Linked DNA regions of Sus scrofa: all the other regions are linked to region 1. A link is a contact called in public Hi-C, HiChIP or PLAC-seq and promoter capture Hi-C data. All regions are on one chromosome and are shown on one strand. The core of a region is the stretch at or near the end of the contact, and the rest is flanking DNA. Distances in the headings are between cores, read along the strand shown.

The links. Promoter capture Hi-C pulls out the DNA fragments that hold promoters and counts their contacts. A called contact is a pair of places that touch in the nucleus more often than the background predicts. HiChIP or PLAC-seq counts read pairs in DNA pulled down with a chosen protein or histone mark.
Region 2: an H3K27ac HiChIP or PLAC-seq map of alveolar macrophages shows a contact between it and region 1. The contact joins the promoter of LOC102160414 here to the promoter of PLXNA2 in region 1. A contact is called at or near these places in 2 of 47 Hi-C or Micro-C datasets (embryonic fibroblasts and undifferentiated spermatogonia) and 1 of 2 datasets of contacts at active chromatin or transcription factors (alveolar macrophages).
Region 3: a Hi-C map of retroperitoneal adipose tissue shows a contact between it and region 1, with 2.7 times the contacts expected there. The contact joins the enhancer-like site here to the promoter of PLXNA2 in region 1. A contact is called at or near these places in 12 of 47 Hi-C or Micro-C datasets (alveolar macrophages, embryonic fibroblasts, fetal heart ventricle and 9 more) and 1 of 2 datasets of contacts at active chromatin or transcription factors (skeletal muscle).
Region 4: an H3K27ac HiChIP or PLAC-seq map of skeletal muscle shows a contact between it and region 1, with 4 times the contacts expected there. The contact joins the promoter of CD34 here to the promoter of PLXNA2 in region 1. A contact is called at or near these places in 1 of 47 Hi-C or Micro-C datasets (heart right ventricle) and 1 of 2 datasets of contacts at active chromatin or transcription factors (skeletal muscle).
Region 5: a promoter capture Hi-C map of fetal skeletal muscle shows a contact between it and region 1, with 5 times the contacts expected there. The contact joins the promoter of LOC102160111 here to the promoter of PLXNA2 in region 1. A contact is called at or near these places in 1 of 5 promoter capture datasets (fetal skeletal muscle) and 1 of 2 datasets of contacts at active chromatin or transcription factors (skeletal muscle).

The regions. Positions count from the first base shown.
Region 1 is chr9:134,582,117-134,588,466 of Sscrofa11.1, reverse strand. PLXNA2 (plexin-A2) reads right to left here and starts at 3,707. Exons shown (of 35, transcript XM_021063894.1): 1 at 3,580-3,707.
Region 2 is chr9:134,951,640-134,957,989 of Sscrofa11.1, reverse strand. It overlaps LOC102160414, which reads left to right and starts at 2,761. Exons shown (of 2, transcript XM_021063896.1): 1 at 2,761-3,558; 2 at 4,533-4,827. The coding sequence starts at 2,978. The coding sequence ends at 4,806. LOC110255544 (a long non-coding RNA gene) reads right to left here and starts at 4,020. Exons shown (of 2, transcript XR_002336086.1): 1 at 3,843-4,020; 2 at 1-2,796.
Region 3 is chr9:134,931,696-134,938,045 of Sscrofa11.1, reverse strand. CD34 (CD34 molecule) reads right to left here. Exons shown (of 8, transcript NM_214086.1): 5 at 3,169-3,319; 6 at 2,870-2,922; 7 at 2,359-2,523; 8 at 286-1,685. The coding sequence ends at 1,500. Among named protein-coding and RNA genes, the nearest start is that of CD34, 22 kb to the right of the region's middle. Within about 2 kb of position 4,130, at least 21 of the 83 cell types and tissues checked have an H3K27ac peak or open chromatin away from gene starts, as enhancers often do. A contact at or near this core is called in alveolar macrophages, liver, omental adipose tissue and 3 more, where this site is marked.
Region 4 is chr9:134,910,426-134,916,775 of Sscrofa11.1, reverse strand. It overlaps CD34 (CD34 molecule), which reads right to left and starts at 3,648. Exons shown (of 8, transcript NM_214086.1): 1 at 3,309-3,648. The coding sequence starts at 3,351.
Region 5 is chr9:134,856,516-134,862,865 of Sscrofa11.1, reverse strand. LOC102160111 reads left to right here and starts at 3,449. Exons shown (of 4, transcript XM_013989671.2): 1 at 3,449-3,628; 2 at 4,373-4,481. The coding sequence starts at 3,464. LOC102160321 (a long non-coding RNA gene) reads right to left here and starts at 3,358. Exons shown (of 3, transcript XR_001304238.2): 1 at 2,897-3,358; 2 at 1,077-1,908; 3 at 1-252.

The DNA of each region.
Region 1 (6,350 bases), core at 2,458-4,957:
GGGAGGGGGAGGGGAGGGAGGAGGGGGAGCGGGACTGAGCCAGGCTAAGGCGGGAAGGGCAGGCACAGCGGGGGTGGGGGTGGGGGGCACAGGACACCTGCTGGTCCTCGGGTTTCCTAGCGATAGGCTTCTACCCAAGCAGGAGCAGGGCCAGGCCAGGCCAGGGGTTAATGGTTAACTGACTGTGGGAGCGGGCGCTTGGGCACAGTTGGGGCCGGGGGTGGGGGGGTGGCTTTCTTTCTGTCCTCCCCCTCTTCCTCCTCTCTCTTTCCAGTCTCCACGACAAAGAACTTGCTCGCCTCTGTTTCTGCCCTTGAATTCCAGATGGAACACTAGAGGTTCCATATGCCCGAAGGCCAGGGGATGGGGCCCCAGAGAGCCTGAGGGCTAAGCTGGTAAGGGGGTGGTGACCTGTCCCTCCCATCCACCCTCCTGCTCTGGGGACCAGCTGTTTGACCCCTGGGAAGAACTGCCTTTCTCTGTCTCCCCAGGGCTCACCTTTAGAAATGACCAGACAAGAAGGGGACGGACGCCCCATCCCTGTTGACTCTAATCAGGCATGAAATCTTTGCAACTAAGTGAAAAACTGTTTCCCATAAGGGGATCGGTTCCATTCATCACTGTTTGAACTGAGCATCTGGGAAGAGGAGAGACAGAATATTCACATATAATGGATTGATAACAGACTGCCCCTGGGTGGGGGGGGGGGGGCAGGGTGTGCACACAGAGCTGTGAAACTGCTAGGGCACCTCAAAGCCGGCTTCTGCCAGTTTCCCCGTGGACAACCCTGAGTTATTTGTAGTTAACAGACTGTAGGAACACAATGCTCCAGGCATTAGACCAGAGTGGGGGCGGGGGCTCGGCTTGGAGCGCCTCGCCTCTCCCTGTGCCCTGATGGACAGAGTGTCCTGGGCCCCAGTCTGCGTGTGTGGGGGGAGACAGCTGTGTGGCCGGGCAGGGAGACAGCTGGGGGAGGGGGGGTTGTCGCTGCTGGAGAGAGAAACCGCTTCCCCCCACAACAAACCCCGTATCTCAGAGAGGCAGCCTTAGCAAAGGAGGCAGGAACAGAGACTATAAAACCCCCCAACAGTGACAACTCCAGCGCCATAAATAGTTCATGGTACCTGAACTGGCGAGTTTAGGCTGCTGCCAGCTGCTGCCATGTATATTTAACTGTGTCACTGGTTTCCCCTCCAGCTCGTGGGCTTCCTCGTAACGTGCCCATGAACTAGACATGAGCAGCATCGCCAGGAGTCCTGGGAAATGGGAAAGGGGCCTGGGAGAGAAGGAGCTGTTCTTCCAGGGATTGCTTTTTCAGCTGCATTTTAAGTGCAGACTCCACCACAACAGACGGGAACGTGTACGTCCAACCGCACCTGCAGCTCTGGATGGTCAGGAGGTTGGAGGGGCAATGTCCCCTGGAACTTCGGGGACAGGGGCTCACTCTGAAAGGGGAGAGCCACCAACCTTGTAGTGACAGGTTTCTTTGGGGTGATGCACATGGGACAGCACCGTTTACTCCTGAAAGGCCAACCAGCCCTCCCGCCCTGCTCCAGCCTATGAGGGATCCCAGTTCTTACATCCATTCCAACAGAAAGGCCAGATGGGATCCCCTTGCCTGACTCGAGGTCCTGGGCTGAGGGGACCTTTCCAAACTCCACCACGTCCCATCCTGCTGCTCCTCGGCTGCAGCATCTCCACTGCACAGGGCTCCAAATGTCACTTCCATTTAATTGCAAGCCACTTTGCTCCATCCTAATGCAATTTGCCTGGGACAGTGAGGGAGCTGAGAGGGCAGCCTGCCCCGCCCTCCCTTTATGAACAGGTCCCCAAGAGGGTCAGCTGGAGGGCTGAGGGAGCACTGGCAGGGAGGGCAGGTCCCGGAGGAGGGAGGAGGGAGCGCTGGGATGAAGGCGGAGATGCCAGGTGGAAGAAGGGAAAAGCAACACAACCTCGCTGCTAGGGTGTCTTGACAGCCTCTTCTGAGTCTCCCTGGCTCCCTACTTTCCTCCTGACCCACCTCACCCCCCAGGCCAAGGAGGGGAGGTCACAGGTATTGAGTTCAAAAGGTGCCGGCAGGTGGGGGGGGGGTCAGAGGAGAGGGCTGCCAGCCTTCGAGGTGAATGCACGAAAGTTGTGTATTTCCATCAGGAATAGCTGAATTCCTCAGCCCCAGCTGTCTCTTCCAGGCCCGTGGCTCTGTGGAAGGCCCCAGAATCCAAAGCCTGCCCAGAGGGAAGCGTGAAGTTTCAAGGTCTGGGAAAGAAGCCCAGGAGGACAGGAGCCTGCTCTTGTGTGGGGAGGGGAGGCGGGAGCTCAGCCTGGCTCCTGCTCCCAGGAGGTCCAGCCCAGCCCAGCTGCCCATCTCCATCTGCTGTGCCCGAACTTTGTCCACTGTGCTCAGCAAGGAAGGGCGTGAGTGGGTGCCCACATTCCTGCGGGTTCCTCTGAGCTGCTGGGCCCCCAAACCAGGGCCTTAAAGGGGTCCTGTCTTCTGCCCCTTGCACATCCGCTCCTGGGATATGCAGTGGCATACACTAGGCTCTTAGATCCCCACAGGAGACCCAGGCTGACTTCCATGACCACTTCATGAGGCCCTTGTTTCTAGACGCAACTGACATGGAACCTCAAGTCCCCCACCCCACCCCCATTCTCTACCCTTCTGAGCTGAGTTGAAGTGGGCAGCTCCTCTGGGGCAAGGGTCAGGCCGAACAGGTGGCTAGTTGTCAGGGACCTGGAACAGCATTTTCTCACAACTCTCTCTTTGGTCAGCCAGCCCATGACTACCATATGGATCCAGGGACCTGTGGGATGGCTAAAAAGGGCTAGAATTTTCTAAGATCTCCATATCACTTCTGGGGTGGGGCAAGAAGCCCAAGGAGGGAAAGAGTCTAAAATGATTAATAAGGAGCTTCTGGGACCCTGGCCGAGCTCCTCCTTGGGCCCCCAGCCATCTCTGGAACCTCAAACCAGGGGATGGTGCAGATGGGGGCTTCACCAGAAGGAAGCGCAGAGGGGGGTATGGGGCACTTGTCCCATTCGCTGCCCTGGAATCTCTCCCCGGAGCCTCTGGAAGCTGCGCAAAGGGGACCTTCCCCTTGATTCCCAAGTCCCTGGCTCTGAAGGAACAGTCGGCGGCCTCCGGGGACTCCTGGACCAGCGTGAACGCCCCCACACCGAGCGCCGGCCACAGTGGCCCGGGCTCTCCCGCTCGTGCAGGGTCACCGAGACCCGCATCCGGCTGCAGCTCGTGGGACAGCCCCCCGCCCCCGGGGCCCCCGAGGCCCCCGGGGCCGCAGGGTGCCGGCAGGTGCGCCGCCCGCCCGCAGCCCGGCGGGGAAGCGGGGCGCCCGCGGGGAAGCCCGGGCGGGAGGCGGCGGCGGCGGCGGCGGCGAGTCCGCCCGCCCAGGCGCGCGCGCCGCGCTCCGGCCCGCGGAAAGTGGCCGACCCCGCGCGGGGACTCGCCCGCCGCGGCGGAGCCGGGGGCTCGGGGCCGAGACCCGCGGAGGCGGGCGCGCTTCGGGGGAGCGGGCGGAGGGCGCCGCGGACGCCGATCGCCCGGCCCCGGGCTCCGCTTACCCAGCTCGGCGACGTCGGTCTGTCCTTCCGTCCCCGGTGCGGCCGCTTTGGCCGCCGGCTGCCGAGGCCGGCGTGCGGTCCCTCTCGCCGCCAGCAGCTCGTGATCACCGAGACGACCAAACCCACATGGAGTCCAAATTCATTAAAATCCACGTCAAGCCAGCAGCCACTTATCTGTATTCCTGAAGTGGCCCCTCGGTCTCCGGTCCGCGCGCCCCTCAGTCCTCTGCCGCCCCGCAGCAGCCCCACCGGGCGCTGTCGCCGGCTCGCGGGGGGAACCGGGAGGCGCCGAGGGGGCGTGGGGGGTGGCTGGCGCTGTGTCTCCTTGGGAAGCAGCAAAGCCCCGGCCGTCTTCAGATTTTTCCAGCGCGACTTTCCGGGCTCCTCTGACATCAGCAATCGCGGCGCTTCCTTCCCTTCTCGCTCCCGGTCCGCTCACAGTCCCACTTCCTCCGGGAACCTGGCTCTCCGGATCTATTTCGAGGTTTGCTTCGCTCGCTCCGGCGCCCGCGTTCCCCGCCGCTCCCGAGCTCGCGGGCTCTCTCTCCGGATCGCCTGGCCTCCCGGCTGAAAAATTCCCAGCAACTGCGCTCCGCCGCCCTCCAGCTCCAGTCTGGCGCGGACGCCGCTCCGCCCGGCAGCTCAGGCTCCGGCCGGCGGGCGGCGGCGGCCGGCGGGCAGCGGCGGCGGCGGCAGAGCCCACAGCGCCGGCCTCCCTATATTACCATGCAGCTCATTATCATAGAGGCCGCGCGCGTTAACCCCTTCCTTGCTGGCCGCGCCTGCCCGGGCTGGGGCCGCGCCCGCCGCTGGCACCGCCCGCCGCAGCCAGCCCCTGCCCCCACCCCGCCCGCCCGGACTTCCTCCTCCGCCAGCTGTCAACAAAGGAGAATGAGGCTGGGCATCGGGAGGCGGCCCCGCTGCTTTCCTGCGCCCGGCTCAGCCCGGATCCACCGGCCACCTTAAGTGGCCGAGGGGGCAACAAAAATCCTGCCCGGGGCCTGGGATCCGGGTGGAGGCCTGGCAAGCCCAGCTGGCTAGGGCTCCGGTGCCGGAGCTCAGGACGCAGACAGAGCGGGTGAGGGCAGTGGGGACGTGGGCTTCCCCTCCTGGAGCACCACCTGTGCCCGCGCACATCCTGCACACCTCCCTCTTGGTCTTTAATTTGAGGGGTGCGTTGGGAGGTACCGGCCATGGCTGATGAGGTTAAGAAGGGGTTCTCGGAATACGTGCAGGCAAATTGCTTCTGCTCGTGAATCTCAAAAAGCCAACAAGCTGTCAAATGAGGTTTGAAGTTGTTGTTACTCATTCTAATTTTTATAAGGCAAAAATGAGCCCTGCTCTCAAGCTTCCAGCTCTATTAGGGATCGGGGGCATCTGGCAAGTGTGTGTGTGGGGGGGGGGCGGCAGGGACCAGTGGGAAGTTTTCTGTATCCGGACCCAGGGAGCCTGCCTGGCAAGGGAATCAGGGCAAGGGAATCAGAGCGGTGGCGGTAAAACTTATTTTAATAACCCAAAGTGAGAGGGGTCTGAATGTCGGATGGCAATGCCTCAGTGCCGACCATTGCTCCCGTGCCATGTAGAGTCTCGGTATCTCCGCAGCCTCTGGGCCTGGCTTTGCGAAAGAGGCTTGCAAGCTAGACCCCAGCGAGCTCGCAGGATCTGCGTAGTCCCTGCTCGCGATGAGAGCACAGGCGAGTTGACTCAACACGTCCAAGTATTCCGGCAGGCTCTCTACTGCCCTCTCGTGGCCATAGTTCTCAACGGTGTAAACAGAAAACTATTCACTGGGAAACCCTAAAGGGAGGCTCACCTAATTCTCAGAGCAGCCAGGGTCTCAAAAAAAAAAAAGAATTGTAGACTCACGGGTTGTCCTGAGCAATCACCCATTCAGTACAGTATTGGAGGATATGTAGGATTTTACTTCATCCACAGACATTAGCTAATTCTTCAAAAGTTTTTTCTTCCTTGTTAATTAGCTGAATTTGTCTTTTTTGGACTTTCACTGGTTATTCCTGGATGTGTCCTGTGCAGCCGCAAAGCCATCTAAGCTATCTTTCCGGATCTCTACGTGCTCTTTTCTTCGAGCTTCTTTAGCATTTATTGTTGGTGCCCCTCCAGGCAATTATCATATCGCCTATATTTTTCTTTATCTCCTTTGATAAGTTCATTTTTTCTCCTCATCTGGGCAGTCTTGTCTACCTTCTTACCTTTGGTTAGCCCCAACAGAAACCACAGTTTATTCAGGAAATTGATTGGAAGAAGACGCGAGAAGATTTTGGAATATTTCTCCCACTTGTTGGATGCGTGGAGCATGGGTCTGGCCAGCTCCACCCAAAACAGTGGTAGGGTTTACCTAACTGAGAAAGCTTGACGCTGAAAATTTGGACCTTCAGATCCTCAATGAAGTGCTGCCTGACCCTGGAAGAGGTCACCTCTTGTCCCTGGGCCTCAATTTAATCACATCTTGGGAAGATTATATGATACAATTTAAATAATTTTCTCCTACAACCCTCCCCAAGTGTGGTCCAGAAATTAACCTTAGAATGAAGAGGAAGGAAGGATGAAATGAAGCACAGCCTCCACTCACCACATCCTCCACTGAGGCCCCCTCAAATCAATGGAGAAGAGGAAAGAGAGCGAGAACACAGGTGGGACAACATGTGACAGGCAGCAGGACCCAGTGGCGTGTTTGCACGTTGCTGCTGAACTTGGCCCGAGGTCTGAGCCCTATAAGATGATGGGAGTGCCTGCCTTCAGCAAAACAGCGG
Region 2 (6,350 bases), core at 1,512-4,011, 370 kb before region 1:
GCCAACTCCTGGTCCCTGGGACAACCTACTCGTCTAGTATGTCCAAGCTCCCAAGAGGAACGGAGGCCACCCTCCCTCTGGGAGGCTGCTACCCACTCTGGAGAGCGGGGTGTGCTCGGGGGACCCCCATTCCTGCTATTCCCTCCCACGAGCGGGGCTGCTAGCTTCAAAAGCCTAGTCTGCCGCAGAGACCTGGGAAAAGGGGAAGAAATGCGCATCTTCGGCCAGGCATGAAGGCTTGGAAAAAGCAGCCACTTGCCCGGGATCATGTAGCTGCCCAAGGCTTCCTGATTCTGGGCAGTGCTCTTTTTCCTCTAGAAAGATGACTGGAAAGGCATCAGAACAAGCAGCCTTGCTGGTGGAGGCTGAGGACCCAGGGCATGTGTCGCGACAGCACGTCTCCGACCGCTCAGGAACTGATAAGCAAATGATAGCACCAAGGTCAAGACCGAGAGCTCAGAGCGGTTAAGTGTGTGGCTCTATCTTTCCAGGACATCCCCTCCCAAAGGTCGTTACCAGGGAGAAGAAGACCTAAACAGAAACCTCAGCTTCAGAACGGGGTGTGGGTGGGGGAAGACGTGGGTGCTCATTAGCAGAAACTGGTCCGGCAGTCTGGGCGCGCCCTGGGCTGATCCACAAGCACGAGGTACAGAAGCTGACCCCCTTCCAGGCCGATGCCCCAGGCCCTGGGATCCCTGTCCCCGCACCGTCTCGGCAACCACGCGCCTCCCAGACCTCACAACACAGTCTCCTCCAGATCTCCTCCCAGCGCCCACGTCCACGGCAAACTTTACCTGCCTGACTGTAACGTTTCCATCCAGATACCCTGCCATTGTCTTGATGGCAACCCGTCTAAAAAAGCAAAGCAAGCATGACTCCCCGAACAAGTCTGAACCCTGACTTTTCTGTTTCTGTCAGTCATTAAGGCTCAAGATGTCAGCACCTTCTCTCCCCCATGTCCTGTCTCCAAGCCAAAGGGGCTCTCTGACTACCTCCTCCTCCTCCGAATTCCCACAGGCCCCACCTTAATCCATCACCTCCGGGCGGGAATGTGGCCCATCTCCTGCCCGGGGCCCCAGATTCTAGGCTGGTCACAATGCCAGCTGCTCTTTCCCCACATGCCCGTCCTCCTCCCATCTCCCACAGTCTCTTCAAGGTCAAGGCCCAGCTTACTTACCTGCGTCTTCCCAGCTCCCAGAACCTTACCTAACATGGCAGACACCCCTAAAAAAGTGCGCAATGAATGAATCCTAGCTCGCGGCAGGAGCCATGACCACCCCAGACACCTGAGCCTCCTCTTCCCACCACCACGGGCCCAGACGCCAGGCTCTGCAGGTTTTCCATTGTCTCCCCCACCCCTTCCACCCCCAGGAACGAGCCCCATCGAGCTGATCAATGCCTGACCCTCCTCGTGTGCCCGTGGCTTCCCGCATCCACATCTCTGCCCACGCTCGGCTCGCCCTGCCCTGCGATGACGTCCGCACCCTTCCGCCTCCACGAAGTCCAACTCCTACGCAACTGCCAATTACCGAGCTCTGGGGGAAAGAGGGGATGCAGGAAGGCGGACGATGACAAAAAACGGGGAAGGGGGGCCCTGAGAGAGACACACTGGGGTCTCTGATCCCTGGAGCCACTACCCTCCCAATAGGTTGCAGGCGATTAGAGAAGGAAGAGGCGGGAGGAGGAGCCAGATTTTTCCACTGAACGAAAGGCATGATTTTCATCACTGCTTCTGTTGCCCTGGTAACCAGGGACAGCCCAGTGGAGAGTACAGTAAAAGAACACCATGTTTATCTTTGCTGTCTGATCCACTTCCCCGCACACCCTTCCCTGGCCACCCTCTAGCCCCTAGGCCGGCTCCCAGCTTCTTAGAATGCCACCACCAGCCCATCCTTCCAGGCGCTCTTGCTCAAAACCTCACAGGCAGAGCTCATCTCTCGCTCTTTATGCAACCCCAGGTACCACGTACTCTTCCCCCTGCAACGTTCCGGGGGTCATCTCACCACACCCATCTGCGTGCCAGGGGCGCCCCAAGAACAAAAAGCTGACCTCTCGGGCACCAGAAGGGCATCCGCTCCACAAGAGGATCCACCGGGCAAGGGGGGACATACGGGGTCAAGGAGAGGACGGCTGCCCAGCCAGCCCTTCTTTCTCAGGCGCAGACAGCTGGTGTGCCATGGGCCCCTGCTCGCCCATCTCCCCCTCCATGGCCGGGACCGGGAGCAGAGGGCGCAGGCCCACCCCCGGGCTCCCACAGATCCTGACTCCCACACGGACACAGTGTCTGTGTGACCTGACAACGGAGACACAGCGCTCGCCCTGGGAGATTATATAAGCGTTATATAACATGGTGGCACCAACAGGCACATAGACGCAGTTGCTGAGTGCCAGGGACAGGCCGGGAGTGGAACCAGACCCAAGGGGCTGGAGGTGCAGCCCTCTCACCACCCATGCCAAAGCAACACCCGGCCCTGGCTACCCCAGCCCTGTCTCTACCTGCTCCTTCCACCCCAGAGGACGCAGAGGGAGACTTGCCTGGCTCTGCCTTCTTCCTCCCACGCTGGGCAGCAGGGAGGGGCCGCAGCACCATCACCAGCCCGGCCCAGGGCAGCCTCTGTCCAGCTGCCCTCCCCACAGGGGAGCGGCCAGGGGGCTACCGGCAGGGGAGGGGTGTGGGCCAGCAGCCCCCTCCTCTCTGTCCTTGCACCAGAATGTGTTTGTTTGGGGAACCAGTGCTGCAGCGGCTCCAGGATTGGCTGGGCCAGCCTTCCCTCCGCTCTGTCATTTGCCGTTCTTCTAAAAAACAAAACAAACCGAAAGGGAAAGAAAAAAAAAAAATTAAGCACATTTGGCAAATGCCGAAACCCCAATTTTGGCCTATGGCTGCAAACAAAGCTGGAAGGAGGGGGTCCTACGGACATTATCCAATTTCCCCACAGCCCCCACCTCCCACCACATCCTGGCCGACCCGTGATCTATGAACTTGATCTGTAGGCCTGGAGACTCCTCTTCACGTCCGTCCGGACACCCCCCCCCCGCCCCGCCCCTCACGTCCTTCTCCCAGCCCCTAGCTCTGAGCTGCCTCTGCTGCTGGAGCTTCTACGGCTGGAGGGCACAGCCGCCCCCAGCCTCTGCAGAGCGCTCAACGCCTGGGGCTCCTGGAGCGCGGGAGCCAGGGGCCAGGCGGCCAGCCTGGGGCAGTTCAGGGCAGTTCTGGGGCAGGTCTTCATCAAACTCCTCCACCCGCATCACCACACCCACTTTATTAATTGGGGGGGGGGTACTGAACACAGGCAGTGCCCAGGGGCATCTCTGGCTGCGCCTGCCTCTCCCGAGCTATGCCCGGGGCCTTCCCGCCTCCTCCACGCGCACCTCCGCGCCCCCTGAAGAAGGGGGGAGAAAGAAATACGCATTAATATCACGAGCCTTCGCGCACCATCGCGCGCCCCCTCAACCACCTGTCTCTGCGCTCTCCCTCCCCCACTGCCTTCCTCAACTCCGGGCGCCCCCTCTGCAGCAGCGGGGCACCACGCCCACTGCGGAGCCGAGAAACGGAAGGTGAGCAGCGGCCAGGGGCTCCGGGCCGGGCCCCGGGGACTGCTCATCCGCCTCCCCCGCCCTGCGGGCCCCGGCCCCAGAGCCCGAGGACCGGCCGGGGCCGCTCGCGGCCGCCATCCGCTCCCACCCACGCGGCCAGGGCATCCGCAGGGGAGGCCGCGCCGCAGCAGGGGTGGGGCGCGACCCGAGCGCGGCGGGGCCCAGGGCGCAGTCCCCAGGGGGCCCACCCCTGCCCCGGGGCTCTCGGCGACCGCCCGCAGGCCCGGCCGGGGCCCCGCGCTTACCTCGCGTGTCCGCCTCCCTCCCGGGGGCCCGCACAACCGCCTCGCCGCCCCCGCGAGCGCCCAGCGGAGAGCGCGAGATGCGCAGCGGCGGCGGCCTCGGCTCCGCAGCGGCGGCTTCCCGGTGTGTGAGCTCAGCCCGCCCGCGCGCCCGCGCTTCCCACGCTCGGCGCCCGGCGTCGCGCCACCCAGCGGCCGCGGGGCGCATCGCACGCCGGCGTCCGGGAAGCTCTGCCGCAGCCCTAGCGACGGGCTTGGAAATTCCCAGAATCTGACCGCGGGTCCGCGGTGGGGCTGGGGACCTCGGCCAGCCTTGGAGCCTTGGAGCGGAAAGGCTCCCACCCACCCCATCCCTGAAGGAGATTCCAGAGTCTTTGCCTGAGTCCCTGAGGTCCCGCTCCGTTTCTCTGGCCGTTTGCCCGCTTTTGTCTCTCGGGGCGGTGGAAGCTGGGGTGAAGGTGGTGATTCTCCTGTAAAGTGGTGGCGGGGGATCGGCGTGGCCCAAGGGAAGGAAGCGCGGGTTAGGCTAGCAGGTCAAGGCCTCCTTGGGCCTGTCTAGAGGTCCGAGGTGTGCAAAAACAAAACAAAAAAAGAAAAGAAAAGAAAAAATAAAAACACAGAGGCCTTAACCCACCTGGAAATTCTAATTCGGGAGCCTGGGAGTGCTGGTTCTTAACCTCTCCTCTGCTCCAGACCCTTTAGAGAACTGGAAAAGAGCTGTGAGCCCTCGCTCCAGAAAAGTGCACGTGCACCCATAAACATAGCTTCGCGTGGTCAGAGAATTCTCCTGCTTCTCAAAGCTCCGGGGACCCAGCTGAAGGACACCGTCTCTGCCAGTACCCTAAGCCAGTCCAGCCTGGTGATCGCCTGTGTGGCTGCCTGTTTGCTCATGAGGCTTCTTCCTTCAGGCACACCCCTTCTCCCCCAGTCCCACCTTTCTGCCTGTGGAATATCTGCTTCTCCTTGAAAGCCGGCTCGAATACCGCCTCCTCCCTGATTTCCCCTTCAGGGGTGTCATCCATGGCCGTCGTGGGTTTCTGGGAGCATGTTCTTTGTGCCATTTATGTCTGTTAATACTGTATATATGTGGACCTGTGCTTATTTTTGTGGTTGTTGTCTTATTGCTCCTTCTAGATTATAAACTCTTTTAAGATCAGTTTCCTCCTCTACAACTACCAAGGTGCCTTACAAGATATGCCCTTGGCAGGTAGCTCTTAAATAATCAAAGGGGAGTTCCCTCTCTGGTGCAATGGGTTAAGGAGCCAGTGTTGTCTCTGCAGGAGCATGGGTTCGATCCCCAGACCAGGAACGTCCATAGGCCACAGGTGCTGCCAAACACAAATCCAAGAGAAGCGGGGTTGAGGCCCCGGATGACAGATGCCTTTGCTCCAGAAGAACCTGATGCCGCTGGTCCCAGATGCTTCGCCATCAACGTGCATTCCCCACAAGCACACCTTGGCACCTGGCAAGCAGAATTCTCAAATTAGTAGGATCATTTGATCTTCTCCTCTGGGCAAGACAGACATAAGGTAAAGATCCCTAGATCAAGTTGGGGTACACGTTCATGCAGGATGCCCCTGACAGATAGTAGATATTCCACCCCAGATGTCCCCTCGTCTAAAAAGGGACACTGCCACCCACCAGTTGCACTTGCCAGAAGCAAACTGGTGTCATCCTTGTCTCCTTCCCTCCATGGGCTCCCTCCGTATGCATTCCCCATCAGTCACCACATCCTGGATCGATTTCAGAGACTGCCCTTCTCTCCATCCCCGCGGCCCCCTCCCAAGCTCAGACCGGCATTATTTCTTGCTTGAATTTCTGCATCTCTCTCCATCCTAGCTGGCCTACCTGCCTCCAGCCTCACCAGGCTCAGATCCAGTCTCCACAACCCAGCCAGAAGGATCTTCCAAAAATACCAACCACTTCCTTGCTGAAAACGCTTTGGCAGCTCTGCCTTTAGGAAGGATGAAGGCCCAATGCCCTTACCTGGCTCTTTGGGCCTCCAAGCTCTGGCCCTTAGCTGAACCCTCCGCCCCCGCGCGCTCCTCCTCTTTTGCCCCTTCCTGCTCACCCTTCGTGCTTCACTCGTACCAGACACCTTGGGGTGAGAACCCCGTTCCCTCACTGCGAGGCTGCGTCCTACTCGTGCTTCCATCTTCCCTCCTGTCACCGTGTCCTACCCCGGCTGTCACATTCAGCACACAGATTTTTCCTCCCCTGGGACCGCCCGCCATGCTAGGAACACTGCATTCGTGTCCTCAGTGCCAGGCACAGTACCTGGTGCCAGGTAGGCACACAAATGTTTGTCTCTTCCTAGATGAATGAGTGCCTTGAACACAACACAAGGCGCACATGAGGGACTCGGGGGCAGATGTGTGATCTCACAGTCAGATGTGGTGGGGCCAGGCCCGCTGCTTCTGAGTGACAGCACGGCTCATTGTTGTCAAGGGAATTTAATCTTTCAGAGTCTTTGATTTCCTCAACGGAAAAAATAGGGGTAATGATACTCTG
Region 3 (6,350 bases), core at 2,881-5,380, 350 kb before region 1:
GTGCCCTCCCCACCCCCGCATCCCGTCTGTTCTTCCTTCTGTGACTAGAAACATCAGCTTCCTTGTGATGTGAGCCTCTCTGTCTCCCCCCAGGGAGAGGAGTAGCGGGGAGACTGGGATAAAGGGCAGCATCCTGGTGGCTACCCGTGTCCCCTGAGCTGGTCCCACCTCTTCTGCGGCCAGCCCCTTCCCACCACGTCACCCCACCCTCCGGCCAGGTCCCATAGGGGGACAGCTCTGGTCTTCAGACCCACCTAGCTGGGACACAACCATGGAACAGAGGTGTTTCAGTATCACTTTAATTACAGTATTTACACATACCGTTTTTTATTCAGAAAAAAAATTCACCCATCTTCTTATCTCTGGAAGGTTCTATTTCCAATCGTCAGGATTCTTGGGTCACCCCTCCCAAAAAAAAAAAACAAAAACAAAAACACAGAAACAAAAAACAAGGACCTGGGTCACCTACAGAGAAGGTGGCTTTCAGAGGGGGTCCTCTGGAGATGTCCTGGGGCCCTGACCGCGTAGGGTGCAGAGCCGCGGGGTCAAAGTGGCAGAGGCAGAGACAGAATGGAATCTGCTGGGAAACTGAGGCCATGGCCTGACCCAGGAGTCAGGGAGAGGAGGGAGGAAGCCATTGAGGCAGAGGATGAGGCCAGGACCCTAGCCTCAGGGCACAGTCAAGAGGCATGGCTTGGAGATCTGCTGCCACCGTCCAGTCCCCTCGGAACCACAGGGAGAAAGAGCAGCCCAAGCAGAGGCTCCCTGCAGAGACCGAGCTGTGTGCCCTCACCCACCTGCCCCATGAGTGGGAACACACATGTCCATGTGTGCCTACCCTGTCCCCCAAACACACAGACACTGGGCATCGCTCTCAAACTGGGAGTCCAGTTCCAGCCTCCGCCAGAGATCTGTGCAGGCCTTTGTCCACAGATGCGGGGGAACCTGTGCAGCTTTGGGAACGTGGAAAGCAAAAGGGGGGCTGGTGACCGAATCCACAGTGACTCAGAGGGAAGATGAGGGAGATGGTTTAACACAAGGTTTCCTGGCTATATCATTACAAAGGAGCAGGTGCAGGGGTTGCTTTGGTTTCCCTAAAGTAGAGAAAGAAAATATAAGGAACAAAGACGGTAGAAGGCAAAGCCTCCTGGGAGGAAATTACAGCTCAGAAAAGCCCGTGCTTTCCCCTGGGAGTTCCTGCAGTGAGGCAGAGAGGAGGGCAGGGAGCCCCCGTGTGAACGCTGCGAGGCCATCAACTCCCCAGGAGTTGCTTTGCACATGGGCTTCCCCATCCCCCCAACTCTGAGCAGCTCAGAGGCTGGGTGCAAGGAGCCGCGTGTGTAAAGGGCAGGGTGGCCTGCCTCTCCCCGAGATCAGTGCAGGGTCCCAGGGATGGCCTCCACGGGAGTGTGCAGCGGGAAAGGGGAGCAGGGAAGAGAGGCAGCACACGTTCAGAGGCTGGGAGGGCTCCTTCCCCAGCCTCGCCCCACCCAGCCCAGTCACAGTTCAGTATCTGCCACCATGGGTTGTCTCGCCGAATGGCCGTTTCTGGAGGTGGCCTGGCCGGTGCCGTTCTCCTGAGCCCCTCGAGTCACACTGGCTTTTCCCTGAGCCTCAGGGGAGGCCCCAGGGCCTGAGCTATAGCCCTGGCCTCCACCGTTCTCCGTGTAATAAGGGTCTTCGCCCTAGACGGTATATAAATAAAGGAGCATTATCTGGTAAGCAGGGGAGCGAGGTGGGGCTGGGGAGGGAACGGAAGTGGGGAGAGGGAGGTTGCAGCTGCCTGTGCAGGCTCCTTTCTTCCTGAAGAGCAGTCAGGGTTCCAGCTCCTAGAGGAGAAAGGACAGAGGGGAGAACCACACCGTGCCACGCCAGCTCAAGAGCCAGCTCCCGGCAGAAACAGGCAGTCCCCAGGGTGGAATAACCTCCCCAGAGGCCAAGAGTCAAACCCTGGCCTTGTCTTCCCTCATCCAGACACTTCAGGGTAGATTTTCCTTCCATGTGTCCCTTTCTTATGAGTCAGTTGGTGCCCATGGGCTTTTCATGTGCTTGCCAATAAGTTGCTGATTTAGTGCCTGTTATAGTTTGTACCCAGCTAAACTATCCCAGGAAAAATAATAAATAGATGACATGGACCATTGGCTACCACTGGGAGCAGGGCCCCAGGTACTGCCCCCTCCCCAATCCACTCTATACTGTTTTGACTCACCTATGGATACAGTGATGTGTATGCATGCATATTCTTGGCTGAGAGCACACGGGTGTCTTTTCTGGTGCTTCTCCCCCTCTGTGACATCCAGAGACCTCCCCAAGAGACCCATCTTCCTCATTTTCTCTGCTCTGGACCCCAGAACTGACCAGCCTTTCTCCTGTAGGGCTCCAACTGCGACGGTTCATCAGCAAGTAGCCAGTGATGCCCAAGACAGCCAGCAGGATCCCCGAGGTGACCAGTGCAATCAAGGTCTTTCGGGAGTAGCTCTGGTGGCTCCTAACATCTTGTTTCGAGAAGTTTTGGATGCTCATCTTGAAGAGAAGACACAAAAAGAGAGAGCCTATCATCTGCTGAATGTGGGTTCTAGAAGAGGAGCCCAGCCCATGCTAGACCCCTCTGTGGGATCCAATAATGAATAAATCCAAGAAGACACAGACCTCAGCGATTTTCAAACAGGACTTAAGACTGACATCTCTTAATTAAGCTGCACTGTAAAATTGTGTTTCAAACATAGAAGGGCCAGGGCTGTTGGAGAAGGGTGAAGAGGGAGGAAGGGCAGGTCTGGAGAAGAGAATTACTCTCTCCGCTCCTCCAGTGAACTCCCCTAACCCAGGGGAGTTCAGTTTCCACTGAGGCCCCTCATCTCAGAGAACTTACCTCTCTCAGTTCAGACTGGTGCTTTTCCAGAAGCAGGAACTTGCTGCTAAGTTCTAGAATTAGAAACAGGAGTTGCTGAATCTAGAGGATGGAATAGCTCATCCCGCTCGACTCCCCTACGCTGTTCTAGAAGATGCTCTGGTGGCGAGTAGAGCTCACAGGATGGTCTCTCCCAAAGCCAGTACAGTCCTGCTTCCCAGTGCCTGTGCTCCTGGGGCTAAGACGCCCGATTTCTACCCAGCCTCCTCTAACCTCAGCCCCTCTCCCTCCCTAGATCCCCAAACAGAGGTGCCCCATACCTGTTCCGTTGGCCAAGACCAGCAGCAGGCAGTGAGGTTTCACCTCAGATTGGGCAAGGAGCAAGGAGCACACCCCTGGCCCGGCCTCAGCCTGCTCCTGCCCACACAGGATTTGCATCAACTTCTCTCCATTGTCCTTCTTAAACTTCTCCTGGGAAGGCAGAGAAAAAAGACAAGCTGGAGGTAACATTACGAGTTGACCCCGAACCGTGTCTGGGTCTCAGGCAATAGTTCTGACTAATGTCACACTATGACCCTCAAAACAAGAAGAATCTTTTTTTGTTTTTTCCTAAAATTCCTACTGGGGAAAAAAAAAATCCTGGAAACTGTATGTGTGCAAAAACACAATAATGAGAAAAACTCCAAAATCTTCCAGGACCAAAACACCTAAGACTAAGACGTGTCACTGCTAAGTGTCACGAGGTGGCAGATACCAGAGAACAAAGACGGGAAACACCATCTGATCTAAGGACTTCCCATGTGCACCTATGCCCTTCGAAATTAAATTCGAAAGAAGATATTGACAGTGCCACACTAACGAAGAGAAAGAAGATCCTTTGTTTCAAGTGCGCAATATCTCCAACACTGGACGGAAAGCCAAGGGAGGGAGGGTGGAGGGCAAAAGCTATGACACAGACTCCAGGGCCCCGGGTCCCTTCCTCCTGCCTCTCCCAGGGCCTCACACAGAGCACGTCTCCAGGCCAAGCGGGGTTCTCGTCTAATCTCCCACCTTCTGTCTCATTAGAATCACGAAGCCCGGGTTAACATGAGGGCCGTGGTTGAGCTCCAGGTTGCTGACCGGTCCCTAAGGACGCAGGCACTCAGGCTCCGGAGGCACACCGGTAACCCTCCCACAGAGAAAGCGTGAGTTGGGAGCCCTGGCCGGGTGCCCCTGGAGCACCCTGCACTCAGACCTCCCAGGGTTTATTCTGGCAGCCTCCAATGGGTGCGGCCTCCCCTGCACGGGAAAGGAACCGAAACCCAGACCGTCCCCTGTCCAGGATGGCAGATGGCGGAGGAGGAAATGCCTGAACAGCTCTGACCGCTTTCCTGTTGGGGGAAACTGCTGGGGGGCGGGGGGTGTGAGGGGGCATCAGAACCGAGCCTCCATGGAGGAGGAGGCTTCCTGTTTGCGGAGCAGGGCTGCCCCCTGGGGCAAAACCAGCACCCCCCCCCCCAGCTTGGAAAGTAGCCTGGGTATTTTCTAGTGCCATGGCCCCAGGCAGGAAGACCCAGGCTCCTCTGTGCCTGCGCGGGACAAGGTCAAGACTGGCCTCATGTCCCAGCCTTCTGCCAGCTGGAATCGGAGGCTTTGGTGGGGCCAAGAGGGCCGGGCGAGCTAACCTCCAGGTCACAGAGACAAGAGTCCAGAGGTAGCCTCAGAAGGTCCCCAGGGGCCAAGGTTACAGAGCGGTGCAGTCACAGCCTCGGGAAAGGTGAGGTTCTACAGGTGTCCAAGGAAGCCCTTGGAGAGAAGCACCCACGACGGCCTTGGCTGTGGGGAGTCTGGGCGGCGCACTGGATGGGAGCAGCAGGCTCCCTCTCCTTCGGGTCCACTGCCCTCGGGCGAGCTTTCTGTTGCCTCCCGGTAGGCACCATGCCCTCCCCAGCCCTGAGCCTTCCGGCTGAAGAGGAAGCAAAGCCCTGACCAGATGCCTCTGGTTGAAGCGAGTCTTGTCCCTGAGAGGGGCAGAGGAACCGGACTCTTGGACATTGAAACAAGCCGAGCAGAGTGGCTCCTGCTTAGCCTGCTGAGGCCTGGGAAGCTCTTCCTCAACCAGATTCAGCTGTTCCAACAGTCATCAGGAGCTGAATAGGAGACGTGGTGTGAAACCCTCTGGGGGGTGTCGCATGTGCGGTATGAGTGTGTGTTGGGGGGCGTAGCTATGAACACCGCGTGGGCAGAGCTGTCAGTGTGCACGCTCGGCATCGAAGCTAAATGCTGCTTCCTATGTCTCGGGCCCTTCTCTAAGTGTTTTACGCATAACGTTAACTTGTTTACGCCTTGTATGACCCTATTAAGAGACGGGTACTATTTTTTTCTTCTTTGGCTGCCCTGAGGCGTGTGGAGTTTCCAGGCCAGGGATCAGATCCAAGCCACAGTTGTGATCTAACTGCAGCTGTGGCAAAGCCAGATCCTTGAACTCACTGTGCCCAGCCGGGGATTGAACCTGCATCCTGGTGCTGCAGAGACACTGCTCATCCCCTGGCACCATGGCAGGATCTCTGAGATGGCTACTATTATTCTCCCCATTTGATAGATGAAGAAACTGAGGCGCAAAGAGACGAATGGGTGACAGAACTGGTTACATGATAAATGCCATCAGAAAGTTACGCCTCAGCGCTACAGACATTCCGAGGAGGGTGAGTGCACGTCCGGTTTGGGAGATCAGAAACATCTCCTCACATGCCTTGAAGAGTGAGCAGAGGGTGTGCAGGAGCAGCTGGTGGGAAGGGCCTTGGGACTGGCTACCACCACGAGGAAGCCCAGGCACGTGATAGCCTGTGACCTTCGCAACCCTGGCTGCCAGGGGGATGAAGAACCCTGCCTTCCCCCTTGGGCTCCCCACCCTTCAAGACTCCTCTCACCTCCATGAAGCCGCCCCGGCTTCCATCAGGCCTGGCATCAACCCTTGCTCCATTACGTACTAGATTCTTTGCAAGTCATGCAACTAGTCTGAGTGTCAGGCTCCTCTGCTGAAGACTCAGGTGTGGCAGTGACCTAAGAGCTGTCTTAAGACGCATGCCCGACAAGGGACTTGGAACCAAAGGGGCCCTGGCTAAATGGCAGCTATTCCTATTCCTGTTAATAATAGCAATGCCTCGGAGGCCCCGTCATGGCTCAGCAGTAATGAACCTGATGGGTATCCATGTTGCTGTGGCTGTGGTATAGACCAGCAGCTGCAGCTCCGATTCAACCCCTAGCCTGGGAACTTCCATATGCTGAGAGTGTGGCCCTAAAAAGACACAAAAATAAAATAAGTAATAGCAATGCCTCACAGGCTATTATCATCTAGAATCCACCTTCTGATGTTTAATCATATTCAGCCTTACCACCAATTGTCATTTCTCTCTGCCTGGACTCTTAGCTGGGAGGAGTGGGTGTACATTACATAATTTTGAAACCCAGATTGCACGAGGCATAGACCAGACAAACAAGATCTCAAGCGAGCTGTTGTTCA
Region 4 (6,350 bases), core at 2,399-4,898, 330 kb before region 1:
GTCCAGAGGGAAGTGATTCATTGCAGTGGGCTCCTGAGTTTCGGTCCTCGGAAGTACACCTTGGCCTATGTCACTATTTGTTTGAATCATTCTCTTCCAAGACGCATGCACCTTTCTCCTTGCAAAGCTGAGGGCTCTTGGGACAAAAAAATTAATGGACAATGTGGTTTTATTTCTTAGTGGAGGAAGGAAGAAAATTTCTCATTAGAGAAGGAAGTCAAAGCCCAGAAAAATATGGAAACCCTTCCCTGGTGACTCGGGGCATTGTCTTCGGGAGGGTGGCGTTTTTCTCCACACCTTCACCTGTTCACTCCCCCACATTTGAGGCCATGTGGTGACACCCAGCAAAGTCAACGGGAGAGGAAGGCCCAGGCAGCCCGAGGGTGGAGCTGGGTAACCATCCAGCCCGAGAATAAGCCTGGGCCCTCCGGCCCAGGATCCAGAGGAAATCAGGTGGTGAAGACGGTAAGAAGTGGAATTTGTTCCTCCTTTTGATTTGCTTTTGTGAGACTCCGCGCCTTGAGTTTTATCTGCTGCAGTTGGGCCCTTCTTGCTCTCGGAGACAAAGACTCAGAGAAGGAAGGCCCTGAGGACAAGTGAGCGGAGAGGCCCAGGAGGTGGAGCCGAAGGGACAAGGAAAAGATGCCCAGGCCAGTCGTATCCAACAGGAATGCGGTGGAAGACGTGCATGTGCAAAGGTGGCGCCAGCTGGGTTGACCTCCAAGGGGAACGCTGGGACCACTGAATTAGTCAGAGGCCCCAAGGCCGTTCCTTCTTGGTCGCCATGTGGCAGGGATTCAAAGGGTGGAGTCCTCTCCCCTCCGGAAAATATCTGATAAAATTCTTTTCCCTTTTCTTTTTTTCCCCTCTTACATGTAGCCCCAGACAGGATATGGGTGTGGGGTCCGCAGGCACGAAGGACCCAAAGGAAGAAGAGGAATGTAAGGGGCGGGACTTGGTCTGGAGAGAGGAAGGACAGGCCTGGAGGGCTTGGAGCAAACAGATACCTTGGGCTGGATGAAGATTTCTCTTCTCAGCTGGTGGTGTGGCAATGCTACCTGGTGGCCTCTCTGGCCCAGAGCCATCTCATCTCCAGCAAAAAAAAAAAAAAAAGTCTACTTTTGGTTGGCTGCTGTACCTGTGCCCAGGCCAACTTCTCACAGGGAAAGAAAACAGACCTTTCCATAACAAAGCTCTTTGTCAGAGTCAGTGAAGAGAAAACCACAGAACCCCCTTCTGCCCTAAATTGCACAGTCCTAACAGCACCGAATTTCTGCAATGCTCCTTTGTTAGCATTTCAAGGTACAGTCGCTCATTTCATTCACCGCACGATCTAACAGAAAATGACTCCCACTAGCAAATACAAACAAACCCTAGAAAGCTCTTGGGGAAGACACAAAGCTACACCTTGGCCCGAGCAGCCTGGCAGGACTGAGCAAAGGGACCCAGGGTCCACGGCTCATCCCCAAAGAGGAGACACCGCAATTCTCAGCATATCTTCCCGAGGTTTTTCAGAGGTTAAATTGCCCTCCCTGTCCCCACTGTGGCAGGCCAAGGCCAGCTGAGGAAACAAGAAGAGGGTAGGCCTCACTCGGCCCAGGACCAGGTCATCATGTGCCGCAAAGCCAAAGGAGAGTGGAGCATCGACTAGGAATCTGAGCCTCAGGTCAGCTCTCGCCTTGGCGAGGGTGTAGCCCGACCTCGGCGGTTCCCCATGCTGGGCTTCAACTCCTAAGTGACAGCTTTTTCTCTGCCCCAAAGGGCAGGTCTGGGGCTGCTGAACAGGTCAACACAGAGGCTAACTTACGGCTGCCTCCACCTTGAGTCTCTCTCTAACTGGGTGGATCCAAAGAGGGACAGCAGAGGAGACTGAGAGCAAAGAGGGCCAGCTGGCCGGCCCAGGTCACTCTGCGCAGCTATGGTGGGTGGCCTTTAGGAGGCAGTAAGAATAGGGAATTGGGAGCCCTGGAGGCCTGGAAGCAGAATCTTGAGCAAAAAGGACAATCTTATGAAGTTTAGCACCATCTAAGTACGAGGAGCAGAGATGGAGAATGGAATCTCCAAATGAAAGCAATCAAGAATAATTTTTTTTTTTTTTGGTCTTTTTAGGGCCACCCTGTGGCATATGGAGGTTCCCAGGCTAAGGGTCAAATCAGCACTGTAGCTGCCGCCCTACACCACAGCCACAGTAACACAGGATCCTTAACCCACTGAGAAAGGCTGGAGATCAAACCTGGGTCCTCATGGGTACTAGTCTGGTTGGTTAAGCCTCGACGAGAACTCCAATAATAAATATTCCTTGAATGCCTACTTTCTTTCTTTTTCTTTGTTTTTAAACCAAAGTGAGAGCAAGAGCTTAAGAAATCAGGGCAGGTGGGGGAATGATGAGCTGAGGAGGGTCCACGGCTCTGCCGATCTGTCCCCTAGTTGGGAAGGGGCAGGGGAAGAAAACCCCCAACCCCTCAAGCATAGCAAATCTGAGTTCCTTCCAAGATGAGGGGTTATGGTGAGAGGGGTCAGGGCACAGAACAACTCCATCTACCAGAGCCTTCTCTCCCAGCGGAAGGGGTGTGGGTTTCCGAAGGGGGAGTTGAAACTTCGCTTTTCCATCTCAAATGCAAGAATATTTTCACAGGCTGTTCCTTGTTTGTTCCAAACTCCCCTGGTCACTTCACTCAGCCTGCCTCCTGGGCTTCCAATCTGGGGCCTCCTCCCAGGCTGACTTCGCTCCTCATCCTTGGCCTTGAATGTCCAGTTCTGGCTGCCCCCATCCTAGGGGTCGGTGGGCGCGAGAGCTCTCTGCCCAGCAACCTGCCCAGGCCGCAGCTCTCTGAATCGCCAAACCCTTCCTGCTTCTCTCCTCCCCTCTCTCTGGAATCTGGCTCCAACTCATTGCTCCGCACCTTTGGCAACGCGATAGGACCCTGGCGTCCTCGGAGCGCCTTATTTTAGAGCCAGCTCGGGGGAGTTGCACTCCCTGACTCTGGGAAGCCTGGGGCGCACTGCCCGGTGAACACCTGGGCTAATTCAGACTCACCATGTGGCCGACACCACCACCCCCTCCCCCCGCCCCCGGTCGCGTCCCCCCACCCCTTTCCAGTTTCAGGTGAAGCCCTGGTCCCGGCTGGGCTGGGTTCAACCGACCCGGTTTCCACCAAGCCAGGAGCAGCGGTGGGCGTGGGAGCGTGGGGGGAACAGGGGTCCCTTGGCTCCGCCGAGCTCAACTCCGCGCGCCCAGCCTCCGGGGGAGCGTCGACCCTCCCCGCAGCTGAGTCGGGCGGCCCAGACGCGCGACGGCCCATACTCACGCAGCAAACTCAGCAAGCAGAGCGTGGTCCAGCCCCGCGGCATCCCGCGCCCCGCGCGCGCGCCCCTGCGGATCAGCATCCTTCCCGCGCCGCTTCCGAAGAGATAGATGCCTGGAGCCCAAGATACCGCTCGGCCTGGCCTGGACGCACTGCTCCCGCCCCTCCGCCCGAAGGAACGTGGGGTGGGCGAAACTTGCTTTTTCCCCTCCCTCTTTAGTCCTGGCACGGCCAGCCCCTCTCCTTGGCTGCCACTAACGTGAGCTTCCTCGCTTGGTCCCAGAGGCGGAGGACTTCGGGAGGAAGCCTGGGATTGCCTCCTTCAAGGCCGAAAAGATTTTGCGAGGGCCCCAGACGTCTTCAACTTTATATAGAGGCCCCATCTTCTTCAAAATCCACTTCCACTTAACTTTAACCCCTTTGTGTCAGCCCTGCCGGTGGCCAGGGCAGGGCAAGTTTCCTCTCCTTTTTTTTCTTTCTTTCTTTCTTTCTTTCTTTCTTTCTTTCTTTCTTTCTTTCTTTCTTTCTTTCTTTCTTTCTTTCTTTCTTTCTTTCTTTCTTTCTTTTTCCCATTTCCTTTTTTTCCATTTCCTTGTTTTTCTTTATTTTTAAGTTTTAAGCTGAGAACAGTCTTGCAGAAGGAATCTGTGGTGAGGACCGGAGTTTACAAGTGTGAGCCTTGTACTCATCGGGTAAACCTCAAAGCTCCATCTGATGCATTTAGCGACAGTCTGCAGCAGAGTCCGATGCCTGAAACGTGCACAGGGCACCTACGTGAGTGTATTTAGTCACTTTACTTACCCAAACCATCCTTGCCCAGTTTTCTTTTCACTTTTTTTTTTCACTGCAAGATGTGTTTATTTTAATTTGGAGGGGTTTTTCCTGTGACTGCCCCTGTGTTCCCACATAGTTTAATCATAAATGTCACCATCGACATGACGACAAAGGTCTCCCCTAGCATCTGGGATGGCTTCTCTCCAGGCACCCCCTCTCCAGCCTGCAGGCTGAAACTCTAGGGGCTTCATCCTGCTCTCCTATCAGAAAAAAAAAAAAGACTGCCCCTGACTCCACCCTCTTCTACCTAATTAATCCTCGGAGCTGCAGATGGCTCAGGAGTTGTTCTGATGTGTTGGTAAACTGAATTGCAGAAACTTTGAGGGGGGCAGTCAGCCGAGTCACGGGTTGGGCTGGAGATGGGGAGACTGGAGGAGGGTGGGGCGGGGAGGAGCCGGAGGGTCTGGGAGCACCTGCGCTGAGCTCGAGTGGAGTCATGGGATTACCCAGACCCAGACCAGTCTCTTCAGTGGCGTCTGCACTACAGAGCCCAGAGGGAGAGAGAGCAAAGCCGCACACTCTGCTCCCTTCTGCTTTCCCCTTGCAGAACCCCTGTCATTATGAAAGCAGAAGGGTGTCCTGGTCTAAAAGCAACCCCCCAGACCCCCATTCTGATCTTGTTGTCTAACTTTCCTTTCCAGAGAAAACAAAGCCTTTCATCACATAATGAAACCGAAGGCTTCTGATGAAGATTTGGTAGAACTCAGTGGTTTGGTGAATCTTTTTTGAAGTGCAAATGGTGATTCAAATCTGACCACGCTGTCATCTCAGGGGCCTGTAGGTGGGGACGGAAGGGGCTGCAAAATATATTTTATAAATTTTTTTTTTTTGGCTGTGCCCATGGCACACGTTCCAGGGTCAGAGATCAAATCCATGCCATAGCAGTGACCAGAGCCATGGCGGTGACAACTCTGGGTCTTTAACCCACTGCACCACCAGGGAACTCCCAAAACACATTTTTAAAATCAGACATTTGCCCTTGGAACTCCCAATTAACATAGAAAAGCTTTCCCTCCCCACCCCAACTTGCTCAGCTCCAGGAACTGGGTCTGTTTTACACCCAATGTGAACAAAATATGTGGCTGCAACCCTTGCTATATATGAAACCCAATCTGGCCCCATGGCTCTTCCTTCTCAGTAAATTCTTCTGGTGACTTCAATGCCCTTTGTCTGCCCAGCTGGAGCACAGGACACAGGAAAGGCCTTGTCTCTAGTACCTTTCTTTCTTTCTTTCTTTCTTTCTTTCTTTCTTTCTTTCTTTCTTTCTTTCTTTTCTTTCTTTCTTTCTTTCTTTTCTTTCTTTCATGATTTTTTTTTTTCCACTATGGCTGGTTTACAGTATTCTGTCAATTTTCTACTGTACAGCAAGGCGACCCAGTCACACATACACATGTACATTCCGTTTTTTCACATTATCATGCTCCATCATAAGTGGCTAGATATAGTTCCCAGTGCTATACAAGTACCTGAATTTCTTAACTCGCTTTGGGGGCAGAGGAGACAGGGAATGATCTTCGGGAGACACCTTCTCAAAGCATGTCTACACGGAGTCGAGGGTAGGGCCTGGGAACCTGCGCTTTTAGTGGGCACTGCCTTTTACACACACGGACATTTATGAAGCCCTGGTAGAGAAAGAAGACACGCTGGGCACAAAGTGGCTGGCAGACGTCAGAGACAGAGGCCTGGGAGATTGGAGGCTGACAAACTCCTTCCCGTGAGAATCTAGAGCTGTTCTTCTCTAGCCTGTAAGACTAGGGATGACAAGGCATTCCCGCTGTGGTGCAGTGGGTTAGTGGTCCAGCTTGTCTCTGTGGAGGTGCCAGTCCATTCCCCAGCCTGGGAACTTCCGTTTGCCATGGGTATGGCCTGGGACGGTGGAGGGGAGAGACTACAGATGACACCAGAACCATGACACTAGGTGATACCTGGCCACTCCTCCTGTGTTCCAGGGCCATCAGGACTCATGGCTTCAAGCACACACAGCCTCGCCCCAACCCCGCACAAGTGCACGTTCTGGCTGCTGGACATGGGTCCACCTGGGGCCCCAGACTCGTGTTCCCTCACGGGCCAGACAGAGTGGAGCCGGCAAGCTGCTTCCAGGCTCCGGCCTTCCTTGGCTGCTCCTTGGCGTCTCTGCTTCCTACTTCCTCACATAAGCTGTAGCTGGAAGAGGCTGTTAACTACACCACACATCATGGAAGGTACAACAGA
Region 5 (6,350 bases), core at 2,200-4,699, 270 kb before region 1:
CAACATCCCTCAGTGTCCTTGAGAAGCAGGATGGGTTTCTCTGCTGTGGAGTTTTCCCTCCACCACCAGGTGGACAAAATAATTTCCTCCTATGTTAAGAGGGAAGAAGCCAGGTGGTCCCCATAGCAACCCTGGACCCCCCAGAGCCCAGTTTCAGGACCTTTAGACATCTGCAAGTGCTTCGGCTTCCTCACTGGTGCTCAGGCATTCACTTTGCAGAGAAAATGGAAGGAATACTGGAGCAACAGGAGCCTAGGTGTCAGAGAAAGTTGAATGCTTGTCTTTCGTACAACATGAAAAATATTAATACGACTACTACCAGTCTTGCCTGACTTTATGAGAATTGTGCTAAGACGCAAAATGAATATGGCCACACTAGGGCTCTGGGAAGTGTGAAATGCCTCATGGAATCGAAAAAGGCACTAGGAACAAAAGGGACATAAAGATGAATGCCGGGAGGTCCCGTTGTGGCTCAGTGGGTTAAGAACTCAACTAGTATCCATGAGGATGTGGGGTTCGATCCCTGGCCTCACTCAGTGGCTTAAGGACCCAGGGTTGCCATAAGCTGTGGTGAAGGGCGAAGATTCGGCTTGGACCTGGTGTGGCTGTGGCTGTGGTGCAGGCAGTTGGAGCTCCAATCAACCCCGAGCCTGGGAACCATATGCTGCAGGTGTGGCCCTAAAAAGAAAAAAAAAAAAAAAAAGATGAATACCATCTGGGCGTCTTCCAGGCCAATAACAAGGGAAATAAAAGTGGCCACATGGAGTTAAAGGCTAAAACAGTGCGTGGAAGTGCCACACAGATAGCAGCCCGTGGTGCTGGCTTTCACCCCTTTGGAATGACGAAGGATGTGCGTATGTCCAGGGAGCCCCTACCACTCCTCCCCCAACCGCAGGCGCGCACTCCCCTCCCAACAGCTCCAGTCCAGTGGTCTTCTGTCTCCAGGGAACCCCCTTCTTTCCATTAAAGTGGAAAGAAGGGCAGGAATTTCCCCTTTGGCGGGGTATGAGTCTCCTACTGCTGCTGGGATAAATCACCTCAAATGGAGTGGCTTAAAAAGAACGCACGTGTCTTACCTTCCTGCTCCGAAGGCCGCAAGTCCACAGTTGGTCTCAGTGTGCTCAATTCAAGGTGTCGGCAAGACTGTGTTCCCCCTGGAGGCTCAAAGGAAGACTCTGTTTCCCGACTTTTTCTCCCTTTCCGAGGCCACCTGCATTCTGGGACCTGGGTCCCCTTCCTCCAATGTTCAAAGCCATCATTGTTCGGCTGGGTCTTTCTCCCACTGCATCCACTCCAGCCGCTGCTTCCATTGACACATGGACTCTGACGCGCCCACCTCCTACTGGTAAGGACCTTTCCGATTACACTGGGCCCACTGGACCATCCAGGATAATCTCTTTAAGATTCTTAACGTAATCACATCGGTAAAGTTTCTCTTCCAGGGACCTGAACCTCTCTGGGTAGGGGGCCCACCGGAAGGAAAAAATAAAAAACAACTAAGGCCTCAAACAACAACAAAATGTTTTGTGAAGGGAAAACAGAAAATGCCCTACTCTCTCTCTTCTTAAGAAGTCACTTAGCAACTTTCCCTCCAACTGTGACACAGGCTGAAAAGATAAACTCTTGGCTCCTCGGTGTATCCCCCGTTAAATGACAGATTCCTTCGCTCTAAGGGAAGACGAAGCAATGAAGAACAAGAAACGCGGATCCACGTGAAAGAGGAGGAGGAAGGCTTAGTAGGTTGGCAAGTTGTAATTCGGGCTTCACTGGGAATGGAGGCCACAGCCTTTGGAATTGTTCACGGCTCTTCAGCCGCTCTGCTCTGCAATCCTTTGGCGCCGTCGAGTTCTGAACATTCTTGAAGCATTAATGGAAACATTGGCTCCTTTTCTTTTTCACAAGAACTACCTGGAAAATAAAAAAAGAAAAGAAAAGGAAAATGGTGCTGCTTTGATTGAAGTGGCCACATGAAGCCCCTCGAAGCCCTCTGTCAAATCCTAGGCCCATAGTTTGAAATCTTCGTGAGGCCATTTCGCCGAGGGAAATGACAAGAATACCGTTAAGTTAGAAATTCCCACGCAGAGTGCAGTGACAGGGAAAACGCAGCGTTGGAAAATTACTCCCTTGGCTGCAGAAGCAAGGATCTAACAGTCTTCCAAGAACTGGCTCTCATTCTGACTTGGTTTCCCCACCTTTGCCATATAGCCTGGGTGCTTCCATGCCATAAATCTCACTTCAGTTACCAGAGGTAAAGGGCCAGTGGGCAACAGAGTGGGAAGTACCCAGGCCCAGAAACTGGGGGCCGAGATAGGCTGGCTCTGACCCATTCACTCATTCATCACCTGTCCACGGAATCCCCATGGTGAGCTCAGGGCTGGCCTAGAGGCTGGTGAGGCCTTTGGAAGTCTTCGGGGAGAAGGGGACGCTGGGATGGTTCTGCATGGGATTCTGCATGGGATTCCCAGAACGCCCTGTTGGAGAGCGCTCCCTGGGAGGGGCGCGGGGAAAGGCTGGAAAGCTTTCCAGAGGAAATGGTGTGTGAACTGAGGACTTGACAAGTCGCAGTGAGCCTGCTGCTGCTGCTGCCGCCGCGGCCGCAGAGGCAGGGGCTGCGGGAGGCTGGGCTCATGGCATTTAGCAAAGCCTAGAGATCAAGATGAGCCGGAGAAGAGGGTGGGGTGTGTGGAGCTAAGCAGGGGCAGACGATGCCTGCGGCCCTTGTAAGGAGCCCCGATTCTCCCAAGAGCTGGGGCGGAGGGTCCAAGTCGGGACTGGAGCGGTTGGATTTGCTCCTCGCCAGCAAACTCTGTGACCTTGGACCATGTACTTTTCCAGTTATCTCATCCGAGCCTGGCTGAGCTCTGAGGTCGTTTCCTGCTCTGACCGTGAAGCTTACAGTAAGAGCAGTCCGGTCCTCTGGTCCTGGGGCTCTTTGTAAACTGGTCGTTGCAGTGCCCCTTCCGCGCACCCGGGCCTCCAGGTCGGTGCGACTTCTGAACATAAGGCCTCAAGGCCACCCTGCTTGGCGAGGAGCCAGATAGATGGCCAAACAGTGGACCGGAGGAGGGGCTGCCGGGGCGGCCGGAAAGTGCGAGGCGGGCCGCTGAGGCCCGAAGAAATCGGCCCTGGGTTTAAGGCAGGGCGGCCGTCCGGCCTCCCAGCCGCCGGGGATTCTTCCCAAACTCGCGGCGCGACACCAGCTCCTGCCGCTTATCGCATCTCCAGGGTCTCGGAGCAAGACTGACCGGCCCGGAGGGCTGAAATCCGCCCACGGCTCCCTCCCAGGACCGAAGGACCTGCGCTCAGGACACGCGGCCCACAGGCACCCTGGCCATCCCGGCCGCCGGAAGCGCGAGGCGCGCGCCGGGTCGGGGGCAGCCGCTGCTCCGCGCAGGCGCGGGCGAGCCGGGCGCGGTGGCACGTTGTGCGGCCCGAGGCCTCCCTCTAGTGGAAGTTGGGCGCCATGGCAGGGCCTCGTCCATCCAGCCTGGGCCGCGCTGGCCGGAGCAGACCGCAAGCGGCCCGCTGGGAGCCCAGCCAAGAGCGGTGTTTTTCCAGGTCCGCGCAGGGCCACGGGAACCCGCGTGTTTGTTTGGTGGGAATGGATTCCTGGAAAACTAGACGGAAGGTACTCTGCAAACCGGCGTGGACCGTATTGTTTGGGAGTCAGCAGCCTGCAAAGGAAGGGTCAGGTGACAGCAGTGCTGGGAACCACCACCCCCTCCTCCCCTCCTCCTGGCCTTGAGGGCTCGCTGACCTTGAGTTAGGCGCTCCTGGCAAAACAGCGCTGCGGCTGCGGGCAGGAGGCGGCGGCGTAGGCGGTGGGGGTGTTGCAGTGTTTGGATCAAGACTTAGAATGAAGGAATTAAGAGCTACCCTGGCCAGCCTACAAATTCCACCTCCCGGGCCAGTAAACTGGGGGATACCCGCTACCCCTTTGCCAGCCCAACAAAGACATGGACTAGTAACAGTTCCAGAGAGGCGAGGTGGGGACCCACCCAGTCAGAACAATGTCTGAAGGGGGCCCAGCAGCGAAGGCTTAGCTGAGGAGGGTGAACGCCCCCAGGAGAAGGAGACTCCTGTGCCTTAGTCCACAGAGGGAGCCACACTGCATACACTTCTCTGCATACAGTTGCTCTCCTGGGCAGGCCCCGTCCTCCCCTAATTCCCGACTCTGAGTTGTTCAGAGTCTTCTGTGGCCCCACCCTCTGCTTGTCTGGAGCAGTCAGTTTGGGGTGGGTTTTCTCTCCTTGGAGATTTAAAGATGTATCCATCAAAGGCGACCCTGGCCTCTGCCCCTGTTCCGCTCCACCTGTATTTCTAGGGCTGCCTGCTGGCAAACGGCTTCTTTAGGGCTTCCCCTGTTTCTCAGGCTCTCCCAGCTGCTGGCTCCGCTCTGTTGATGGATACCATCCAGTGTCACCACAGGGGCTTCCAGTGCCTGGAATTTTGGTGGGAGGAGAGCAACTTCAGGAATGAAGGTATGGGGACACCCCTGGTGGCTCAGCAGGTTAAGGATCAGGCGTTTTCACTGCTGGGGCTGCTTGGCCTGGGAACTTCCACATATGGTGGGTGTGGCCAAAAAGGAAAAAACAAAGGGATGAAGGTACGAACTTAAGAAAGTTTTGCCCCTGTTGCCGAAGCCGTGCATTCCATCCGAGGGCATTTCTTTAGTCGCCGAACATTCGCCCCGGCCGTAGATAACGGTGTTGGACTATATCACCCCTTCATACCCACTTCTCCCAGGTCCTCCAAGCACCTGGTGATGGAGGTGCCCATGGAGATTTCCTGTGGAGGAAGATGCCAGGGGCAGAACAGGGGCCTGGAAGGCTCACAGGGTGACTCTGTATGGGGACACTGGTGATCTTCTTCAAGAAATGTCTAGACTGGGTGACCTCCCTGGAAATCTGGCCCAAAGCCCTCCAGACCCAGAGGGACAAATTGAGACCCAGAGAGGGGAAGGGACTGGCCCGTGTGACTCAGCAAGCTGGTGGCTGAGCTGCAGTGAAACCCCAGGGCTCGGGAGACCCAGTCCATTCATTTATTGCACACATTAGTTGAGGACCTACTATGTGCTGGGCACTGTGCTCGGTGTTGGGGATACAGCCTATGCCTGCATAGGTCTTACATTCTCTGGTGTGTGTGTGTGTGTGTGTGTGTGTGTGTGTGTGTGTGGACTGTGGGTAAACGAATTTATTCCCCCGTGCTGTATAGATAGGTAGAAGTGCCACGAGACTCTGTGCTGTTTCCCTTGTCTTTGAAGGAAATGGGCTTGAGGCTTGGGAGGAGACGCTCCGTCCCGCATTCCCTCGTTAAATACGTGCTAGTGACTGATGTCTGATTGCGTCCTGGCTGCTCTGGGGGACACGCACGCAAGAGCTTTTGCCTCCAAACCCTGCGCAGTCAGCTGGGCGGAGGAGACATGCCTCTTAGCCTCTTTGCAGTCACGTCTGTAATTTTTATGCCTATATTGTCTTCCTCTCCTACTCTCTTCCCAGAAGCAGGTTTATAGAAAACTCTGATTCGGAAGTGGTGCAAACCCCTCTCCCCAAAGGCATCTCAGACGCAGTCACTGTTACTGAGTTACTGATGGACATGAGCCAGTGGCCTTGGGGAGGCAGTGGGCAGGCCGGCCACAGTCTGTAATAAGGGAGAGACAGTGCAGCAGTGAATAATAGAACAAAAAACTGCCGGCGCCTGCAGGATCAAAGCGCGGGAGAAATAGTGTCTCTGGGTTAAGCAGATCAGCCGGAGGGGGCTGGGGCAGGCGGTGCACACCTTGGACTCCCTGGGAGGGAAGTCGGGGCTGCAGAGGAACCGTCAGCTGGAGAGGGGGTTTCTGTGCCTTCCGAGATGCTCTCCTGTGGCTCTCTTTCGTGCCTTCCCTGGATCGGGGACTCTTCCCTCTACCACCCCTTTCTTCTGTCCCACCCTCGAGAGTAACGAGATGGAGAGGGGGAGGCAGGAGAGCCTGGACGCTGAGCTTAGGCAAGGCCAAATTCCTTCCCAGCCCTCCGTCTTCCCTCCTGTCCAAGGAGGAGGTGGGAATCTGGTCTCGAACTTTCTGCCCACTTTCGTAAACTGTATGTCTCTGAAAAGAGGCGGTGAGAATCTGCTGCTTAGGCTGTCTGTCCAGTTGCTTTTAGACCAGGCGGGGCGATCGCCACAGCTGAACCTCCATTTCTTGGGGGGACAGAAGGAGGGCAGGCGGTGCTCTCCACCGCCTTACCCCGCCCCCTGTTCCCACTTGCTAATGGAGAAACTAGCAGCAGCCTTAGGGTAACTGGGGGTGGCGGTGGCAGTGGTGAATTATTATTGGTATTTTTATCTTAAAAAACTGAGATATCGGT